Linked DNA regions of Rattus norvegicus: region 2 is linked to region 1. Evidence: chromatin contacts called from public Hi-C data. All regions are on one chromosome and are shown on one strand. Each heading gives the region's core, a stretch centred on a gene start, on an enhancer-like site or on the middle of the called end of the contact. The rest is flanking DNA. Distances are from core to core; before and after follow the strand shown. Region 1 has its middle 79 kb from the start of Kctd12. Region 2 holds the start of Kctd12 (potassium channel tetramerization domain containing 12).

What was found. A called contact is a pair of places that touch in the nucleus more often than the background predicts.
Region 2: a Hi-C map of liver shows a contact between it and region 1, with 6 times the contacts expected there. The contact joins the promoter of Kctd12 here to the enhancer-like site in region 1. A contact is called at or near these places in 5 of 12 Hi-C or Micro-C datasets (Schwann cells, frontal cortex, kidney and 2 more).

What each region holds. Positions count from the first base shown.
Region 1 is chr15:86,138,951-86,144,246 of GRCr8, forward strand. No RefSeq gene overlaps it. Among named protein-coding and RNA genes, the nearest start is that of Kctd12, 79 kb to the right of the region's middle. Within about 2 kb of position 2,346, at least 31 of the 93 cell types and tissues checked have an H3K27ac peak or open chromatin away from gene starts, as enhancers often do. A contact at or near this core is called in liver, where this site is marked.
Region 2 is chr15:86,218,226-86,223,521 of GRCr8, forward strand. It overlaps Kctd12 (potassium channel tetramerization domain containing 12), which reads right to left and starts at 2,500. Exons shown (of 1, transcript NM_001399515.1): 1 at 1-2,500. The coding sequence starts at 2,302. The coding sequence ends at 1,319.

The sequences.
Region 1 (5,296 bases), core at 1,096-3,595:
AAAATCCCTCTAGAATAAGCATTGATTTCCTCCCTCCAACTAAAGTTTCTGCTAAGTGGGGAGATAGAACTTCAGAGCTCTGAGATGTTCCTCAGACACAACCTGTAAGCCAAGACAGCACCAGGAGCTAGTGCACGGAAGGAAATTGATAAGAGACAAATGGTAAGAGGGGGAAAGGAACAGACGAAGGTAACAGCCTACTTCTCCCTTTCCTAGAGAGGAAGGAGTCTGCTCTTGGCTAGAGCTAGGCTGCTAAAGCTATTATTTATAGCTTTCAGTCTCCCAGATCAGTGATACTACTCACATGGGAAGGTTACCAGAAGCAAGGAGTGTCGCTGGGGGGTGGGGAGGCATTACTATAGCAGATGGTGGCCATGCGAGCTGTGGCGGCAGCCAAGACCGTGGTCGGAGAGGATTCTGTTCTGCTTTGGGGCATCTGTTTCCACACTAGGGCTGAGCCTGAAAATCTGCTGATACCCATCTTCCCTCCCAAACCGAGTCGGTGGCCAGATCAGCATCCAGGCCCCACGGCCCTTCAGGCAGGATGCACTGAGCTGAGGCAGAAAATTGGAATTTCTTCTCCCTGCCTCTCTAAAGGAAGGAACTAAGTTCGCTTCTCTAACTGTAGCAATTTGGACTGAATTTCACCCGGAGCACTGAGCAGCAAAAGCATCAAATTCTGTGATCCCCTGGCTGTGACAGTTAGAAAGTTACTGGAGTAAGAACAAAAAAGTCTCTGTCCATGTCTCACCCTTGCTCCTGGAGGAATAGGTTGCAATTCCATTTGCCACTTCACGCACTCTGTGCTGCCGACAGTAGTCATTTCCAAGAACCCATTGAAGAAAAAGAACTTGGCCCATCGGCCTGAGGCAGGGGACGTTAGGGGTCACAGAATCTCATTGTTTTAAGTGTGTCTGTATTTACAAAACCAAGCAATGTGTCTGGGATGTCTAGATTATGAAGATGACATAATCGGAGTGTTTATGTATTATTTCTTTTATTTTTTGAAACTACAATTACATCATTTCCTCTTCCCTTTCCTCTCTCCAACCCCTCGCATAGACTCCTTTTTACTTTCTTTCAAACCCATGACTTTTTTTATGTTAATTGTTAAATACGTTATGTGCATGTTTGTGTATAGTTGTATGTATGTATGTATGTATGTATGTATGTATGTATGTATGTAACATAAATGCAACCTGTCCAATCTATTATCTGTACCCGTGTTTTCGGAGATGACCGTTAGTTACTGACTAGTCAGTCGGTGTGCTCATCCCTGGGGAAGTCTATTTCTCCCACTCCCAGCATCCCTTAGGTACCCTAGGTATTTTTATAACAAACTGCTTGGCCCATCATTTCTGCTCCCCTGTATTGACCCATCTCATGTCTGAGCTGCTGCTCCCCACACTGGGTATGAAGTTCGCTGTGGGGACAAAAGCCCATGTGTGGAACTGTAGGTGTCATGTAAACTCTGCTTTCCCAACACACAAGGAGACATGCGCGTGAACGACGGGCCTGTCCAAGTGGGAAGGCCCGCAGCTGGGGCACCACGCCCCACTCTGAGCTGAGTGATTTCTACTGAAATGCTATGTGCGAGAGTCCTATCGCAAAGTGGGAAGTTCTCAGAAAGCAGTGTGCCTGGAGCCCTAACTCCTGTCAACAAGAACTGGTGCTTGCTTTCTGCCATACAGCAACCCACCCGCTCTGTTTTTCTAACAAGCAAATGGAAATATTTTGATACTCTGACCTCCTTGCTCATCCTCTGGAGGAAAAGAAAAAAAAGCTGTCCCAGTTGCTGCCACATTCAATCCTCTCACTTCCTTCCTGAACATAGTGCTCCCTGCACCCTCTGCTCTGTACTGAAAATGGTGAAACAAACAGGAAACCACTGTGCCAGACTGGGCAGCAAACACGTAGGACACTGGGCATGCGCACTGAAGTACTGGCTCCCCGCGGAGAGCCACAGCCTCTGTATTTGGGATCTTGTGAGACCACTGAGTCAGGTTCTATGTGCCCCAGCAATGAAAAGTGAGGGCAACTAAACATAGAAGGATCTCTGCCTACCTTCTATGATGAAAACACTATCCTGGAGAGAGCGTAGGGAGACCCGGCATTACACCAGGCAGAGCCAGGCTAGAATCCAGGTCTCCAAAACCTCTCTACTTCTATGCCTCACCCTGTCGTTTACAAAGAGGAATGAGGAAGGGGAGATATCTAATCATGGAAGAGTTGGAGAACATCTAGCCTAAGGCTTCTCTGAACAGGAGCTATGAGACTCTGTACTAACCACAGGCCTCCCAAGGCATCTGGCCTGCTCCGCCCAAAAGACCTGTTTGCGCAAGTGCCAGCTGAATGGTCTGGAGTGGGGACAAAACTCAACGCCCTCTCTAGGTGCAGACGAGGTACGTTTTAGACAACTGTGTCTCTTTGCAGCTCAGCCTGTTGCTGCAGCACAACCACGGGGAAACTCGTAAAAGGGAAATTGTGGTCCAGCATGGAAACCCACACACAGAGTGGCAGCACTGAACGTTTCAAGGTTGCAACATCTGCGAACAACCCCAAGCCCGTCCTGCCACCCTCATGGCCACTAGTCAAAGATGTGAGAGAGATTTCTCTGCTGATGACAGACATAATCCGCACTAATTTAAGGTGGGTTTTAATAAGGGTTTTTTTTTTCTTTTTAGGATTTTTTAAAGCTTCTTCAGATTATATATCTGTAGATTTGCACTTGGGACTACACTGTCTTTAGGAAACACATATTCACAGGGAATTTCTTGCCTCTAAAATGTTTCGTGTAGGTCCCCCATCTGTTAAACGTCCCTTGTTCCTTCTGCTGTACAGAGAAAACAATGGCTGCTCTCTGGCATCTACTTGGAGCTATGGTTTGGATCATCATGTCCCTCAAAGACCTCAGGATGCTCTCAGAGGTGGTAGGATCTTTAAAGGATGGAGTTTGGGTGGCAGGTCCCTAGGTCACTGGGTGCATCTTTAAGAAGGATAAGGGGAAGTGAGAGAGAGTCTCTTCCTCTTTCTCTTTTCCTTCTTCCTCTTCTACTCTCTCTCTCCTCTTGCCTGCTCCCTCCTCCACTTCCTGAAGTTAGCCATTTTGCTCCACTGTGTCGTCCCACCAAGACATGCCACCGTACCACGAAACCAAAGCAACAGGAATGCTGAAAACTGGAAGCAACAATAAGCTTAGCTCTCCTTGTTTTCCAGACAGGATCCCATGTATCCCAGGCTGGCCTTAAACTTGCCCTGTGACTGAGGATGACCTTTGCCTCGTGTTCTCCTTGTGTGGATATTACAGAAATGTGTCATCATGCTGGGTCTGTGTGGACCTAGGGATCATAGGGCCTTACACATGTTAGGCAGGTTCACCACCTACTGAACTAAGTCCCGGGACTCCCTTTTTTGCTTTGTAAGTTGGTTATCTTCAGGGTACAAAATGGTCTAACACCCCTAGAGCTTCAGGGGTTTTTACTCCCAGCAAACAGAGGGAAAGTGAAGACCAGGAATTTCTGGCTGTGTGTTTTGACCCAGATCTTGTATCTGGGAACAGAGCTATGATTCGGGTCCAGGCATGATTCTGGTCTGGTCTCTTTACACTAGGCTGTTCCTTTCACCATCTCTGGTACAGCTGGGGTCAAAGCTGTACAGAGCTCATTTGACCCCCTCATGTCTCCTTCTCTTAAAGCATAAAAAAATAAAAAAAAACAAAAACAAAAACAAACAAAACCCAGAAATTCCAGTACTACTGCCCACTTTACATTCTCCTTAATCACAGAAAGCCAAAAATCACCAAAGACAAACTGTAGTTATCATCACTGTTGGCCTAAAATACTAACCAAAAAAAGGCCAACCGCCTCCTTTTCTTTATGACTCTTAGAGGTTCTCTTCATGAGCCAGTTATGGATCTAGTCTGTAATGAGCAACCCAGACTGGCTGGTAGCAGCTTGATTTCTGCTTATGCCATACCTATAAACATAAGTGTGTGTCACTGCGTCTGCTTGAGTGACAATCCTAGGGTTCGGTCCCCAGCTCCGAAAAATAGAAAAGAAAAAAAAAAAAAGAAGTTTGCATCTTTAACTTCGACTCAGTATAAAAGTCACTCGTCATTAGGTGCCTAATAAACATATAATCTTTACAATGAAGAAAATGATGGTGGTGGAGATGATGGTGAGAGGTGGTGGTAATGATGGTGGTGGTGGTGGTGGTGATGAGAATGATGATCATGAGGATGATGATGATGACGAGGATGGTGATGATGGTATAAGGACCAGGAACTATCCTAGAAAAACACTGACGGTGCTTTACTGAAATTGTCCAACAGAGAGCTGTTACAGAAGGTCACCCAGGGGATAGAGATAACAGGGGTCCTATAAAATGGCTTCCTTTGCTGGTAGTAGATAAAGGGATCAAGTGTCAGGAGATGTTCAGTGGCTTCAGGAATCAACTGCATCAAGGAGAAGAATCTGTTCGCCCAGAAACATCTCCTGCTTCCCAGGAACCAACCAGCTCTGAGTCATAGTTTATCAAGCTCAAAGCCAAATTCACTGGCTGGAGAGAGAAGCTTCCCAGCAGGTGTGATGGACTAAAGTCTAGTACCCACTGGGGGAGGGATAGCTGGATAGCTCGCACAGAGAGCCTGCTCACCAGGGGACTCACTGCCTGGCTACCCCTTGCCCAGTCCCTCAGTCAAACCTACAGAGCATGATCAGAGGGGCCATGCAGGGCCTGGCTCACTAAATAACCATACCTAATCTGAGAATGAAACAGAGGTAGAAACCGTGAACGGGAAAACTACCAAACACTTGTACAGCAAGTGTCTCTCCCAGAAGGCTCTCGGGCCTGCAAATACTTTTTGAAATCCCAGAAACTTTTTCTCAAGAATATTCTCTATGTAACACAAAAATCACCTCTGGTTTCCCAAGCAATTAGATAGACTTAAGTGACCGTGAGCATGGCTGCAAACAGCTAATGGTGTGCAGAGTCCACAGATCACACATCACGACTGCCAGCCGGGGCCCTCATTCTAACGTGCACTTAGGACACTGATTTCCTTTTACTGCAATGATGGTTTGCTAAGTGCTTTTAGTGAGAATAAATAAGGCTTTGAAGTAATAGCACAGAAAATTTATAAATTGGAAGTCTATTTTTAACCTTTAAAATAATTTTACACTTATAAGCAATCGCAAGTCAACAGCCTCCAATCTTTTAAGAAGTAACTTTGGAAAAGAAGTCTACCTTCGTTGGCGAATGCTCTCTAGACTATTCGGAAAGGGAGCTCAGGAATCAA
Region 2 (5,296 bases), core at 1,250-3,749, 79 kb after region 1:
AGAACTGCCTAGGAGTCCACACTTGCTGGGCTTGCAGAAAACAGCAATTTAAAAATACTACTACTACTAATAATAATAATAGTAAGAGATCTTAAGTCTAAGTAACTAAAATCGAACTTATTTTTGCTTAAGTAAATAGGCTAAAAATGAGGAAATACAACCAACAAGAAAATAAATGTTCAAAGCACTAAAATTCTACTAGGTAACTCTTTGGTTAGGTTAGACGGGTATTAGCAACTAAGTTTAGGACTCAAAATGGCTCGATAGACTTCCAGCTGAAGATAGGTCTTTTACTAACCTTGATAAAATCTAAGTTTACACGTACTGTTTCATATTTTTTTAAATGTGCACGTACTCAAGTGGATCATACAAACGTCCAACTCTCAAATAATAAATGAGTATGTCCCCTCCTCCCTCCCGCCCTTCCTCCCCTCTTTCCTCCCTCCCCAACCCTCCCACAGTCCTAGACCTAAGTAAGGGCTGTCTGACCCTACTAACCATTCCTGTATTAATTGGTCACCGCGGGCCTAGGCAACCTTGCCCCCTGCTCCTTGCTCCTAGCCTAGAAGTACTGACTTAACCAACAAAACCTAGAGCTCAGGCAAGTAGCTGAAGAGAAAGGGCGCCTCCGCAGGCAGGAGGATTGCTTTCTACAATTTTAAGCCACAGGAGATCTATTGCCAGTACTAGAATTTACTTCTACCTGTAACTTTAAAAAACAAAAAAAGCACTTTATTTACAGTCTTTGAACTGCCTCCATGGGGTCTTAATTCCAACTTACGGTTTTCCTTTCGGTTGTCTAAAACTTTTATCTTTCTAATGAGGATCAAGTCCGTAACAACGTTTTAAAACACTGTCTCCACACAGCGCTCTCAGTTCTGATCTCTGAAAACCGCTATGGAGTCAAAGGGTTTAAGATTTCAAGGACTTGTCCTCACTGCACGCCAGACACCGTGCAGTCGGGGTCTGAGCAACTCAGTCATTCCCAGATACTTGGCGACTGCTCCCGCACTGCCCCACTAGATCACGACAATCTGGGGGGAAGGGTGTTTGGAGGCCCGGAGTAGAGGAAGCGTGAGTGAAGGGCTACATCTGGGCACTCTCTCGGTTAGTGGGGTCCAAAGAAGACGAAGAAGCCCAGAGGATTTGTGGCTGCAGATTCTCAAGTGGGGAGCAGACGGGTCTGGGCGAGCTACTGGGGGCCTGGGGGCGGGGCAGAAGGAATGGGGAGACAGGGAAGGAGCGAGGGTATCTATAATCCTATCCCCCGCGGGGAGGAAGGGAAGTGGGCTCCGGAGTGGCGAGGGGCGTGGGGAGCTCACTCCCTGCAGAAGACGTACTCGGTGTAGCTGGTCCAGATCTTGTCCTCGCTCTGGTCGGTGCTACTAGCAAAGGCGCAGGTGCCGGTGGAGCTGCACGCCACCATGTGGAAGCCTGACTCCGACAGCTTATCGAACGCCTGCTCTAGGAAGTTGAACTTGAGGTAATAGCGCGAGGTGTAGCGCTCCGGGGGCCGGTCGGGGTCCCGGCTCTCATTCAGGGTGTCCCCAAACACCTCCTTGGCCAGCGACGTCTTGCCGCACACGGTGATGCGCGCCACCCTCCGGAACTTGGCGTCCGCCTGAGCGTCGCGCCCGATGGTGTAGGAGCCGCGGTAGCCGATGGTGATGTAGCCCGAGCGCCGGCTGCCGTCCAAAGACTGGGACGGCGTGAGCAGGGGGCCCGCCGCGCCCCCGGACGGGCTACGGCTAGCCAGATCCAGCGTGGGCGACGGCGCCCCGGCCGAGGCGCCCTCCTGCGGCTCCGGCTCCGCGTAGCCCAGCGGCAGCAGCTCGTCGCCCAGTGAGCCCTCCTTGTGCACCCCGCGGCGCGAGTGCGGCGGCGGTGGCCCCGGACCGGGCTGCTGGGGCGCCCCGAGGCGTCGCACGAGCTCCGGCAGCTCGAAGTACTCGGCCTCGCGCTGCAGCCGGCTGCGCTCCGGGAAGTAGTCGGGCAGCACGAGCTGCAAGTCCCGCAGGTAATCCAGGATGTAGCGGAAGAGGAAGCCATCCCGGTCCAGAAAGAAGCGGCCTTTGCTGTCCCGGGCCAGCTCCTGCGGCTGCTGCTGCGTGAACATACGCCAGAGCAGCGAGTCGGGCACGGACACCACGGTACAGCGCCGGGTCACATACACCTGCCCTCCCACGTTCAGCTCCACGATGTCCGGGAAGAGCGGCGGCTCCGCTGAGGACGACGACGAGCCGCTGCCACCTCCGCCTCCGCCCCCGTTGGGTAATCCTCGGGTGCTGTCCGCCAGAGCCATGGCCAAAAAGAGGTGGCCGGGCTGTGCCAAGTGGCAGGGAGCGGGGTCGCGATCAGAAGCCGCAGCGGCTCTTAGCCCGGGAGCCCTGCGCTCAGGCGGCGGCTGGCCACGGAGAGCCGCGCGGAGCGAGCGCGCAGCAGTGCGCCCACGAGAGCCCCGGTGCGCTGCGCCCGCCTCGCCCGCGCGCTCCAGGCGAGTGGCGGGTCGCGGCCCGCGCGCCGCTTAAGTAGAGCCGCCCGCTCGGGCGCCGCGGCGCGCAGGAGGCGTGGGCGGCTGCGGAGCCGCTGAGCTCGCTCCCGGGGCGGGGAGGGCTGGGGCGGGGTGGGGGTGGGGGAGGAGCGGGGAATGCATTTGCATGCTAAACGCTGACGCGGCTCCGGGCAGCAGGCTCCACCCTGACCCGCGCGCTCCGAGGGGCGACCCGGCTGTCACCGCCCGCCCCAACCCAGCTCCTCTTCTTCCTCCGCAGTGGGTCAGAGCCTCGGCGCTTCCCCAGGAGGCTGTTCTCTAAAGCGAACATCTTGTGTCCCCACCTCCCCTCCTGCCGCCCTTCTCGGCTGACCGCAGCCCGCACCCGGGGACTCCAGAAGGGGTTGGAAACTTTCTGGCAGAGTCGAAAAGCTTGGTTGCCTGCGGCTAGCGCCCTCTAGACCTACAGGCTTCTAACAGTGCAGAGCGCTGCTGTAGAACATCCATCCCTGGGGCTCTGGAAGTTCTGAAGGGACGCGGGGGTCCCTCCAAACCCAGAGCACCCAAAGGTTTTTCACGTGACTACCGTATAGCCTCGAAAAATCCCTAGCAACCACAAGAGGATGCTTCGCGAAAATGCTCTGTTAGATTATTTTACGAGTGCATAAAGTCTCTGGTTAGGAAACTTCAACATAGTACAGAAATGACTAGGAGAGGAAGTTGGGTGGGCACAAAAGGTGGGGGGCTGGTACTACGTCGCCATGAAAACTACTAAGTGCCTCCAAGAGCGGACTGCGAGGCATCCAGTTCCTTTCTGTGAATTTCACCAGAAAATTCCAATCTAATATTTTCTTTTACTGATTTTATTAGTATCTAATTATTTTACTAAAATTCTACTAATATTTTATTTGTTCCTTGAAATTTTAATGCACATATACAAAAAAAAAATGACTTTCAGCCCCGAAGAGCTATTTTAAAAGTCCAGCAGCCCGTGTTCTCCTCCCTCCGTCTTTCTCTTCTGTGCTTGGCCAGACCGCCCACCAGAGAAGAGGATGTGTTTGAAGGCCCTTTAGGTCCAGCCCTGCTCTCTATGGTCTCCTACTAGCTCAGCGTTTGCAGTCACGCACAAATTGCAGTCCACAGAACTCTGCCTCCGCCGGGAAGCCTTCTGTGTTTCTCGCAGAGGGAGAGGCAGGTTGCTCTTCAAATTTCCATCTCTGCACGTGGCACGTGGGAGTGTTATCTGATCGCTGATTTTGGCAAATAAATAAGTAAAGGGTTCAAGGAGCCCTGGATAGAGGAGGCTCCAGGAAACCACGAGGTTAATAAATGCTCCTATGCATTGCGGGGCATCAGGCTGTGGAGAATTCAAGGCTGAATAGCAACATCTCCTTTCGAGCAGCCAAGAGGCAAAGGGTTGACCATCTGAACAGTTATCAGATCACTTTGAAGGACAGGCTGTCAATCACAATAAGCCCAGAAAGATCTTTGTCTTAATAACGATGTCTACCCTTTGTGTGACTGTCCAATGAGCTTGATCGTCTTCTCACGGACGAGTGTCACTTTCATTTCTGCAAATGTTTATGTCTGCCAAGCAATTACTGCGACTCATGCCACAGAGCTGAAGTAAAATCAGGCCCCAGACCAGCCTGCTTAATTGCAGGCACAGATTTTTGATACTGAATATGTTTCACCATTTTTATTCTGTTCCTTGGGATAAATGACAGATGACTGGAAAGTTCCTTCTCCCAACACTGACTGTGATAGATCGGCGTCTCAGGCCTGACTAAACTGTCACTTTTCTGTAAGTCCAAGAGAAGACTTTGGTGTCACCTTGGCACAACTGGGTCATTACTTTTGTTTATTGTTTCGGCCTATGCTGCCATGGCTCCCTTCAAGATCCTTCCCGACTTAGGGATGTCACTACCTCCCCACCACCCCTCAGGACCAAGCTAACGTCACCTCCTGCTTGGTCATTGCCTGGACCTCCAGACTGCCTCTGGCCTACAACCCATCAGTCTTCTATCTCTGGAGCAAAGAGGAGAATCCAGTCAGACCCTACATCAGGTGCGCCTTCCCACGTCACGAAAGAGCAAAACCAAAGTCCTAATGACGTGACAGACACATGCTTGTTGCTGACCCACTCGCGCTTCTCTGGCCTGTCCCACAACTCTTTGCAAAGAGGGTGCTGGTTTCTTAGGTTGTTGGTGCACACACACACACACACACACACACACACACACACACTTCCCTTCTTCCCTTCCCCAGGTCCCCTTTGCCCACTACCCTGTTTAATGATACACAGCCTTAGTCCAACAGCTTTTCCTTCTCTGCCCTATTGGTTGAAAGTCTCTCTCCCTGTATTAGAATGTAAGATCCCAAGAGGTCAGCGATGGCTGTCAGCGTCATTCATTACTGTATCCCTAATATCTAGAACACAGCTGAGGCTCTGTAATCACTTGATAAATACACCACTCAATCACCTATTCCATCTATATTCATTCAAGGGCTACCACCGTGTTCCAGGAAGTGAGTTCAAATTAATCACTGCCCTCTTAGAGCTTAGACTAGACACACACACACACACACACACACACACACACACACACACACACACTGTTTAGATGATAATAAACACCACACCAAAAACAAAAACATTCATGAAATGAAAGAAAGGGATAAATGTGAGGGTAACACCTAGTGGAGAGTATCTGGGGAAGGCGTCTCTGAAAATGGCACTGGCACTGAGGAGAGCCATGGCACATTACAGAACAGTAGCATTCTAGACAGAGGTCAGACAAGCCC